Linked DNA regions of Sus scrofa: region 2 is linked to region 1. A link is a contact called in public HiChIP or PLAC-seq data. All regions are on one chromosome and are shown on one strand. The core of a region is the stretch at or near the end of the contact, and the rest is flanking DNA. Distances in the headings are between cores, read along the strand shown.

The links. HiChIP or PLAC-seq counts read pairs in DNA pulled down with a chosen protein or histone mark.
Region 2: an H3K27ac HiChIP or PLAC-seq map of alveolar macrophages shows a contact between it and region 1. The contact joins the promoter of MAZ here to the promoter of SPN in region 1. A contact is called at or near these places in 1 of 5 promoter capture datasets (fetal skeletal muscle), 1 of 47 Hi-C or Micro-C datasets (embryonic fibroblasts) and 1 of 2 datasets of contacts at active chromatin or transcription factors (alveolar macrophages).

Annotation. Positions count from the first base shown.
Region 1 is chr3:17,976,378-17,981,720 of Sscrofa11.1, forward strand. It overlaps SPN (leukosialin), which reads left to right and starts at 2,354. Exons shown (of 2, transcript XM_005655097.3): 1 at 2,354-2,484; 2 at 2,883-5,343. The coding sequence starts at 2,369. The coding sequence ends at 4,158.
Region 2 is chr3:18,040,352-18,045,694 of Sscrofa11.1, forward strand. It overlaps MAZ (myc-associated zinc finger protein), which reads left to right and starts at 2,681. Exons shown (of 7, transcript XM_003354553.4): 1 at 2,681-2,723; 2 at 2,726-2,886; 3 at 2,960-3,816; 4 at 4,242-4,305; 5 at 4,584-4,755. The coding sequence starts at 2,696. It overlaps KIF22 (kinesin family member 22), which reads left to right. Exons shown (of 14, transcript NM_001243019.1): 11 at 19-86; 12 at 802-1,014; 13 at 1,094-1,153; 14 at 1,242-1,381. The coding sequence ends at 1,289.

The DNA.
Region 1 (5,343 bases), core at 1,104-3,603:
CTTTACGCAGTCTTACAACATTTTTGTTTATTTTTTTGAATTAAAAAAATTTATGTTGGACTTCCCGTTGTGGCTCAGTGGTAACAAACCCGACTAGTATCCATGAGGACGCAGGTTCAATTCCTGGCCTTGTTCAGTGGGTTAAGGATCTGGCATTGCCATGAGCTGTGGTGTAGGTCACAGATGCGGCTTGGATCTGGTGTTGCTGTGGCTGTGGCAGAGGCTGGGAGCTGCAGCTGCAGCTGCAATTCAACCCCTAACCTGGGAACTTCCATATCCCGCAGACACGTCCCTAAAAAGACAACAACAAAAATCCATTTAGGAGTTCGATGGTGGCTCAGTGGGTTAAGGATCCAGTGTTGTCACTGCTGTGTCTCAGGTTGCTGCATGGGTTCGACTGCTGGCCTGGAACTTTTGCATGCTACTTGTGCAGCCAAAAAAAAATTTTTTTTAAACCTCCAATTACTTTGCAGCCAATTACTTCTATGTTTCTTTCTTTCTCTCTTTCTTTCTTTTCTTTCTTTTGGTCTTTTTGTCTTTTTAGGGTAGCACCCACTGCATATGGAGGTTCCCAGGCAAGGGGTCCAATCGGAGCTGTAGCCACAGCAACGCAGGATCTGAGCCACATCTACGACCTACACCACAGCTCACGGCAATGCCGGATCCTTAACCCACTGAGCGAGGCCAGAGATCAAACCCGTGTCCTCATGGATGTTAGTCAGGTTCCTTAACCACCGAGGCACAACGGAAACCCCTACTCCTACATTTCTGTTTGCAGGAGCAAAATGTTGAAACAACGTAATGTCTGACAATGGAAAGGTTTCCTCCCTCCCTCCCTTCTCTCCTTCCTTCCTTCTTTCCTATTGTTCCGTTTTTTTAAAAAAAAAGTGTGGAGCAGTATGCATGATAAAACCTAATACTAGCCTATACATGTATATGAGAACAATGTCTAGTCACTTATGATGGAGCACGATGATGTGAGATAAAAGAATGTACACATGTACGTGTAACTGGATCACCGTGCTGTACAGTAGAAAAAAAATAATAACGTATTGGGGAAAAAAAAGAATATGCCTGTGTATATGCATCCAGACTTATCGTTACTAGGGCATAGCTGGCGGTGGTGGTAGAGGAGCTTTGTCACTTTTCAATTCCTGCCTGTTGGGAAAGCCAATCCACCGCAGCCCTGAGCAGCCCTGCACACTCCTGCTCCTCTGCCAGCAAGGCACGGTCCCAGATGCTCTCTATTCAGGGGGTTGCTCAAGATTGTGTTCGCAGTGAGTAACTCTGAGGATGAAGTAACGTCTCCTTTTGGGACAAAGAGCAGGCTTGCTAACCACCTCCTCGAAAAGAGGAAAATTCTCCAAGCTCAGCTGCCGTGCAAACCCCTCGCCGTCACCCCTGTGGGACTCAGAGGCAAGAGGAACTGAAGCAGACACGGTGCTTCTGCTGCTTGCTTAGCCATGAGGCGCGGATGCCTGCGTCTCTGACCTAGGAATCGCACATCTTTGTCGGACTAACTCTTAGCTCATGAGTTCGGTTCGATCCCGGGCTGTGACATTGGCTTCTTTTAATCATCTCTCACGGACATGTATTATTACTTTTGTGACATAATCGGTTTTGATTTTTTTCGAGAAAGGCAGAATACAAAACAAAAAACCACACACGTACCGAAAGCCCAAGCTTACACGTTCAACGAAAGTGAGAAAAGAACAACTATCCAAGGCAGAAACTAAAGAACTCCCTACCCAGACGTACCCAAAGAAACGTGGTAATACCTCAGTAGATACCTTTCCAGACTGTCATCAGTGTTGACTCCCACATTTTTATTAGTCTTCTGCAAAAATAAGATCGTAGCGTATAGCGTGCTTAAGAACCACTTCGATTTAGTCAGGCATCCCATGACTGGGGGCCACTGTGGTGACACCAGCCCACTCCAGCTTCTCGAGAAGTCAAGAGCCCACCAGGATTTTCCTACAACCTGCGAAGGCTTTCACTGCCCCCAGCCAGAGGGAGGGAGTTCCTCGCACCCTGGTACTTCCTGGGAGCTCTTGGGGCAGAAAAAGTGCTAGCCTTGGGTCCTGGCCTAACAGCTTGGGGACCACAAATGCAAAGGAAACCACCTTCCCCTCCCAGCTCCTCCTCCGCACCCCCCATTCTCAACCACACAGTTCCACCCCTCCACCCACTCTCACCCCTATCCCAGCTTCACCCTCTGCTATCACATTTCCCAACTGAGAACGAGGAACCCCATTCCAGATCCCACCCACCATTCCCACCTGCCCCAGAGTCCCCCACCATCTCAGACCCTGAAAAAGCGATGCCTTGCTCATAGCCCGCCAATGTAGGAGCAGGAGGGTGGGGCAGGATGCTGGGGTGGGTGGAGCCAGGGCCATTTCCTTTCCCCCTGGGGCCCTGGCCACCAGTCTTGCCCCAGCTTCAAGAGGAGTTGGAGCAGCCTGGCCGCAACCTCGCCCTTATCAGGTGAGCTGGTAAGGGGTGTGATTTGGTGGAGCAGCAGCCCCAGTGCACCTGGGGATGTGCTTCTGGCTTGAAAAAGACCTTGATGGATAATGGAAAAGGAGACTGTGGAGCCACTGAGGCTGCCCACGGTTGGGACAGGTGGGGAGGGGGTGGCCTTTGCTGGAGCACAAGCTGCCAAGGCAGGCTGAGGGGACCTAGGGAGAGAGTTGATGGGGGAACCGCCAGCATCTTGTACTTTCTGATACGAGTACAAGCAGGGGTGGAAAAAGCCGTTGAACCGCAGAGTTCGGCCTGGCAGTTGGCAGGGAAGTGGGCAAGGGCGGGGAGAGGGCCTGGCTAGGTCCTCCCCCCACCCCAGGTTCTTATGTGTTCTCTTTCTCCGGTTTCCCCACCCTCAGGTCCCAACTCCTGCTCATGCCTGTCGCCTTGAAAATGATCCCGCTTTTCCTCTTCTTTGGGAGCGTCTGGGCCCCAGTGGCAAGCCTAGAGCTTCCAGAGAGCACGACTGCTTTGCAGATGTCTGAACCCGCAAGGTCCCCTTTTCCTTTGGTCTCTGTCTCTGGGACCCCCGAAATCAACTCAGAAGCATCCAGTCTTTCAACAACTGAGCTCCCTGAGGAAAGTAACAGCCCTGGGCATCAGATCTTCCTGCCTTCCTCAACTCCCTACCCAGCTGAAGAGGTGTCCTCCCCCGGGATTTCCATTGCTGCCAGCAGTGGCCTTCCTCTCCCCAGGTCAGTACTCTCCCAGGAAGTTTCCACCAACAGGAAATCCATGCTCCTGGAGATCTCTGATGCAGCCAATACACCTGCTGTCTCAGGAATGAGCTCCCTGGGGTTGCACACTGTGACTGGTAAAACCATGACCACCAGCTCTCTGGAGACCTCTGATGGGACCAGTGGACCTCCTGTCACCACGGCAACCAGCTCTCTGGAGACCTCTGATGGGACCAGTGGACCTCCTAATACCACGGCAACCAGCTCTCTGGTGGCCTCCAGTGGAACCACTGGACCCCCTGTCATCATGGCAACTAGGTCTTCGAAGACCTCCGTTGTGACCCGTGGACCCCCTGTCACCATTGAAACTGGCTTGCTAACGACTTCCAAGGGGACCAGTGGACCCCCTGTCACCAGGGAGACCTCTATGAAGACCACTGACCCCATCTTTGGGGTAGGAATATCCACCGTAGACACAAGCAGTAGCTCCCCCCAAAATTCAGGTCAGAGGACAAATGGCACCATGCTGGTAGCCGTGCTTGTGGCCCTGCTGGTGGTCATTGTCCTCGTGGTACTACTCCTGCTATGGCGCCAGCGGCAGAAGCGGAAGACAGGAGTCCTGACACTAAGCAGAGGTGGAAACCGCAATGGGGTCGTAGATGCCTGGGCTGGGCGAGCCCAGGTGTCCGATGAGGAGGCCATGTCACCAGAGGGAGCATCTGGGGGCAACAAGGACTCTGGGGCTCCCCAGGGGGAGGGGCCTGGCCAGCGACCCACGCTCACCACTTTCTTTGGGAAACGGAAGTCTCGCCAGGGCTCCTTGGCGCTGGAGGAGATAAAGGCTGGGTCAGCCGCCAAGCTGAAGGGTGAGGAGGAGCCGCTGGTGGGCAGCGAGGATGGGGCTGCGGACGCCTCTGCTTCTGATGGGCCAGAAGCCAGAGAGGCGGGGGCCGCTTAGGGCTTCATGACAAGGATGGAAGCCAGAGTCACTCCCTCTTTCATCACCCTCCCTCCTACCGTTACATCCAACTTCACTGTCACCCAGCTTTTTCACCCAGCACCCTTTGGATGTGCACGCAGCATCTTCACTCTGAGTCTTCATTCGGCTTCTTGGCCCTGGATCATCCCGCCAGCATCTGCACTCAGCACCTAGACCAGGGCTGGCACCCACTGAACGCCTGTAGACAGAATGAGCAAAGCTTGAATGAGCAAAGCTTCCTCGTGGACCTCACTGCTCCCCATCACAGTTTCTCTATGTTTTTGTCCTCGACCCCAGCTGAGTCTCCCTAATCCCAAACTTTTTGGACCTTGGATTTTTCAGAGGATGCTCCAGGGATCCCAGAGTCTGGGAAGATGACAGAAAAAGCAACCCAGGAAACTCCTCCTTAGGATGACTCTGGAAAGTACACTCGGCCCCACAGACTAGAACAGTTGACCCTTCTTTTGACTCTGCGCCCAGGAGCGCTGTGCCGGGCCAGCCTGGAACACGGGCTGGGTTGGTGTCATCGGGCTGCGCTCTCGGGTGCGTGTGTGACAGCCCCTGGACTCTAGGCTGGCCCACTGTCCAAGCCGCCACACTCTCCCTCACCTCTGGCCTGAGACAGCCAGAGGCTTCAGCTGTTTCCCCTCCCCCTCGGAGGTGAGAAGAATTTCAGGGCAGGTGTCATTCTTAGAAGTCTCAGCATCTGTGTGGGTCCCCGTATGAGGGCGGTTTGCGCGAGCGAGCGAGCGGGAGAGGCGAGGAATCCGTGATGTTTGTGAAGGGCGGGGGTGAGGACAGGGGCGGGGGTGGGGGCGAGGGCAGGAAGGGCTGCAGAGGCTGAGGAGATGCCACCCTTGTTGCTGCCGAGGCATAGGCGCCCTCATCTTTGCTCAGATTGGGCAGAGGTAGATTGAACTCCGCCTGTGGCCGGCCCTGAGGGGAAAGACCGCATGCGTGACGACTGAGTGTGGTTCCTCAGCTCAGCCACTCGGTCATCTCTTCCTCAAAGACCCCCCCCCCAGCCCCCGCACACACCCCCCCCCGGCCCCCGGCCCTGTTCCAACACTCGCAGGAGACCCAGGGCGGGTCTTGCTGATGCTGTTACAGGTTGGATGTGTTTGCATCTCCTCTTCCATCCTCCAAGGGAGTCAGTCAGAGTGA
Region 2 (5,343 bases), core at 1,431-3,930, 64 kb after region 1:
CACAATTCTTGCTTTCAGTTCAGGAGCAGGCAGCATCCCCAAATGCTGAGATCCACATCTTGAAGAAGAAAGGCCGGAAGAGAAAGGTGAGAGTAGCTGAAGCCTTAGGCTACATACACCTACATAGATCCCAGGGGAAGTAACAGGTGGTGAGCTTCGGTGGGAAGAGGGCTGGCCAGAGGGTTACTTGGTCTGTTTGAACCCTTGTCAGCTGTTTACAGCTCTTCCAAGTCGCTTCCCCTCTGGATGCAGCATGCCTCACAGGGCATTTCAGATGAAATGCAGTGAGATGAGTTTATCTAGCAGGATGGGTGTCCCTCACTTGTTACCTTTCTTCCTGGTGTCCCTCACCGTCAGTTGATAGCTACTTACTAGGTACAGTGTGTAGCCTGGGTCTTGCCCTCTACAAACTGCAGAGCCCACTTAGGGAAAGAGCCTAAACACTGGAAGACCTACCTAAAAACTGGGGTGACACTGGGGGGTTATCATTTCTTGAGCACCTTCTATGTGCTTATTCTTTTTAGAGATGAAGGCCCAGATTTAAGAGCTTGCTATGTATTTTACATTCATGAACTCATCTGATCATCACAGCAACTCTTTCACAAGTTGGATAAAATGAGAATCAGCCCAGAGAGTGGCCAGAGGGAAGGGTTCGGGGAATGGCAACTGAACAGGAGGGAAAGAGAGGCTGGGGAGGGCGGGGAGGTAGCTGCTGTTAGGCTTCTATCCTTGCAGAGTCCAAAGCAGTTTACCGCTGCAGGCTGAACAGCACTCTGTTGTCACTCACCTCCTGCCTAATAGCTGGAGTCCCTGGATGCCTCAGAGCCCGAGGAGAAGGCTGAGGATTGCTGGGAGCTACAGATCAGCCCGGAGCTACTGGCCCATGGGCGCCAAAAAATATTAGATCTGCTGAATGAAGGCTCAGCCCGGGATCTACGCAGCCTGCAGCGCATTGGCCAAAAGAAGGCCCAGCTCATCGTGGGCTGGAGGGAGCTCCATGGCCCCTTCAGCCAGGTAATGGCCCAGGGGGGAGTGGGGGTGGGAGGAGCCTGGCACTCCCTCGGCCCCTTCTCCATCACGGCTGTCCTGCCAGGTGGAGGACCTGGAACGCGTGGAGGGCATCTCCAGCAAACAGATGGAGTCGTTCCTGAAGGTGAGCTCACGGCTGAGCCCTTCCTCCCCTGGCCTGTGCCCGTCTCGGCCCTGACGCTGCTGCTCTCCCCTCCCCTCCTGTGTTGCAGGCGAACATCCTGGGTCTCGCCGCGGGCCAGCGCTGCGGCCCCTCCTGACTGCCAGCTCCCCTCTTCACTTTGCTTTTTTTTTTTTTTTTTTAAATCCTTGTGTAACCCACTTTCGTGTAAATACAGTTGTCATTCCTTTGCTTCAGCCTGATTCTTGGGGCTGCGGGGGTGGGGCCCGGGTATCACTGCCTTTGGGCCGGGCCACAGGCGCCGCGGGCTAACTTCTTTGGGCGCCATCTTTGGGAAAACACGAAGCAGCGCAGGATTGTAAATAAACCGCTGGAGAGAGGAGGCAGAAAGGACGGTGGCCGAGAGGAAACAAAAAGCTCCCGCGAAAACCCGAGGACGACGACCGTTAGGCGGGCGCGCGCTTAGCGATTGACCCCGCCCCGTTCGTACCCCTGGCGCGCGCTCCCCTATTCTCCCGCTCGGCAACGACGGCGAGTTTGCGCGCGTGCGCGCGAAATAACGGCCGCTGGCGGAGGGAGAAGGGGGGTGGAATCTTTGAGGGGGGGAAGAGAAGCCGCCCCGTCTCCCGCGCGCCCACCACCTGCGCCATCGTCAGCCAATCAGCGGCCGTCTCAGGGGTCTCGCGCTTGGGGCGACTCCGGCTGCCGGGTGGCTCCCCCGTCCCTCCTCCCGCCAGAGTCCCTCTCGTACCTTCCCCCTCCCGCTGGCCTCGCGCGCGCTCGCGCTCGCGCCCGCTCCAGCCTCTTGTGTGTCCTCGCGCCCCCCGCCCGCCCTCCCCGCGCGCAGTGTGCTCCGCTCCCCCACCCTCCTCCTCCTCCCCCCTCCCGCCCGCCCCGCGCGCCTCCTCCCCGGGTTCCCCCTCCCCCACCGCCGCCTCCTCCTCCTCCCGCCCCAGGGTGAGCGCGAGCCACCTCCCTCCCTCCCTCCGCCATGGATCCCGGCAACTGGAGCAGCTTCATCTTCCAGGTAACAACCCCCTCCCCCCGCCCCCACCCCCCTTCCCACACCCCTCCCGCCCGCCCTCCCTCCCGTCCCACCCCCCCCTCCGCGCGCCCGGTGCGCGCGCAGCTGTCCCCCTCCCTCCCTCGCGCCCTCCCCCGCCCTCCCCGAGGCGCCGGCTGGGCGCGCGCGCGGCGGGGCCGAGGCTGCTCCCTCGCTCCCCCCACCCCGCCCCGCCAGGCTCCAACCGCCGCCGCCGCCGCCGCCGCCCGGGCCCCCGCCCCCGGCCCCCGGCCCCGCGGGGCCTCCCGCCCCCACCCAGGGGGCGTCGCCGCCGCCGTCGCCGCCGCGTTCCGCGGCCCGCCAGGCGCCCTCCTTCCCTCCCTCCCGCCGGCCGGGGTGCGCGGGCGGCGGGGCGGCCCGCGGGCCATGCGTTCGGCGCGGCCCAGCCCGGCCGGCCGGGGGCGGCGCCCCGAGCCCGGGCCCCGCGCGGCCCGCGCCCCCGGCCCCCGCTGAGCCCCGGGGGCCCCGCCGTGGCCGAGGCCATGTTCCCCGTGTTCCCTTGCACGCTGCTGGCCCCCCCTTCCCCGTGCTGGGCCTGGACTCCCGGGGGGTGGGCGGCCTCATGAACTCCTTCCCGCCACCTCAGGGTCACGCCCAGAACCCCCTGCAGGTCGGGGCTGAGCTCCAGTCCCGCTTCTTTGCCTCCCAGGGCTGCGCCCAGAGTCCATTCCAGGTGAGTAGGGGCCGGCCGGGCCGGGAGGGCGCCGACTCGCGGCCGCGGCCCACACGGCGCCTTGTCTTCGCAGGCCGCGCCGGCGCCCCCACCCACGCCCCAGGCCCCGGCGGCCGAGCCCCTCCAGGTGGACTTGCTCCCGGTTCTCGCCGCCGCCCAGGAGTCCGCCGCGGCCGCGGCCGCCGCTGCTGCCGCCGCCGCCGCCGCCGCCGTTGCTGCTGCGCCCCCGGCCCCGGCCGCCGCCTCCACTGTGGACACAGCGGCTCTGAAGCAGCCCCCGGCGCCCCCTCCGCCGCCCCCGCCAGTGTCGGCGCCCGCCGCGGAGGCCGCGCCCCCTGTCTCTGCCGCCACCATCGCCGCAGCCGCGGCCACCGCCGTCGTAGCCCCAACCTCGACGGTCGCCGTGGCCCCGGTTGCATCTGCCTTGGAGAAGAAGACAAAGAGCAAGGGGCCCTACATCTGTGCTCTGTGCGCTAAGGAGTTCAAGAACGGCTACAACCTCCGGAGGCACGAGGCCATCCACACGGGAGCCAAAGCCGGCCGGGTCCCCTCGGGTGCTATGAAGATGCCCACCATGGTGCCCCTGAGCCTCCTGAGCGTGCCCCAGTTGAGCGGGGCAGGCGGGGGAGGGGGAGAAGCTGGTGCCGGCGGCGGAGCGGCCGCAGTGGCCGCCGGCGGCGTGGTCACCACGACCGCCTCGGGAAAGCGCATCCGGAAGAACCACGCCTGCGAGATGTGCGGCAAGGCCTTCCGCGACGTCTACCACCTGAACCGACACAAGCTGTCGCACTCGGACGAGAAGCCCTACCAGTGCCCGGTGTGCCAGCAGCGCTTCAAGCGCAAGGACCGCATGAGCTACCACGTGCGCTCACATGACGGCGCTGTGCACAAGCCCTACAACTGCTCCCACTGTGGCAAGAGCTTCTCCCGGTGTGCACAGGGCCTCGGCCGCCCACTGGGCGGGCGGGTGGGGAGGGAGGGCCGGCCTGCGATGGAGGTGGCCTGGCCTTGGCTGGTTGGGAGGGAGGGTGGCTTCCGAGGAGGAGGACAGGGAGCCACTCCCTGGGAGGAGGGAGAAAAGCCTCTCCTGGTTACCAGGGAGCAGGGGGTGGTACTTAGCAGAGGAGGTGGGTCCTTGGGTTGTAGGAGAGCTTCGCGTGGGAGGAGGACCAGGCAGCCCTGCGCGCGCGAGAGGAGGGATCTCCTGCCTGCCTGCCCGGGACTCTGAAGCCCTGGGCTTGAGAGGCATTGCAGGGACCTACGGAGAGGCCTGATGTACTAACAAGTTAGGCAGACGGGGTGGGGGGGCACCTCCACACTCAAGACCCCTAACCCCAGCCCCCACGTATCCCCAGGCCGGATCACCTCAACAGTCACGTCAGACAAGTGCACTCAACAGAACGGCCCTTCAAATGTGAGGTAGGAAGCCCGCCCCCCACCCCCGTCCTGGTTTTCATGATTTTGATCCTCATTGTAGTTGTCTGAGTTCAGCCTCTCAGACCCCCTTTTTCTCTCTCTTCTTTTTGCTTTTTCACTCCATTTTCTCATCCCTTCTTCAAGGCCTGGTCATCTCACTCCCATTTCCTACAGATCAAAGGTCCCCAAGGCTCTGATTCCTTTAACCTCTTGCCCCCCTCTCCCCACTCCCCAAAGCTTTAACTCTCCTGACACCCCCCACGCCCCTCCCCCCTCCCCAGAAATGTGAGGCAGCTTTTGCTACGAAGGATCGGCTGCGGGCCCACACAGTACGACACGAGGAGAAGGTGCCATGTCATGTGTGTGGCAAGATGTTGAGCTCGGCTTATATTTCGGACCACATGAAGGTTCACAGCCAGGGCCCTCACCATGTCTGTGAGCTCTGCAACAAAGGTACATGCTGAGAGATGTCGGGAGGGCCAGGGACAAAGGGTGGGTACAAAACCAGAGGCCCCTCCACAGACGTGGGTTAAAGGTGCTGTAGGCAAGAGCTCGTGGCATTTAGAGCCCTTTAGGGAGCAAACGAAGCACCATTGGGACAACTGCACATCACTAAGTTCTACGAGGTCATGGCTGGAGGAGATGATCTACCAGAAAGAGTCAACTTCTGGGTGTGTGTGGGGAGGCGGGGGCGGGAGGACATGACTGCTCTGGGCAAGGAGTGGTCAAGAGAGCCAGTTCCCAAGGGTCGGAAGGCAGGGTTTCAGCCGTGCAGCCACAAGTTCTTGGCTTCAGCTCCTGGGGTAAGTGGGGTACACTGGCAGGGGGTTAACAAGCCCTCGCCCTGTCCTGGTAGCAGAGCAAGCTGCTCTTAAACAGATTCACTTCTTATACGGAGGAACTGGGCTGAGACAAGATGGGGCCCAGGAGGGAGGGGACACAGCCGTCTCTGCTGAGGGTCAACTCCAAGTGGCTAGGAATCAGTGTCCTGTCACCCTGGGAGAGATCTCCTGGCCACAGAGAGTGGGTTCTGTGGATACC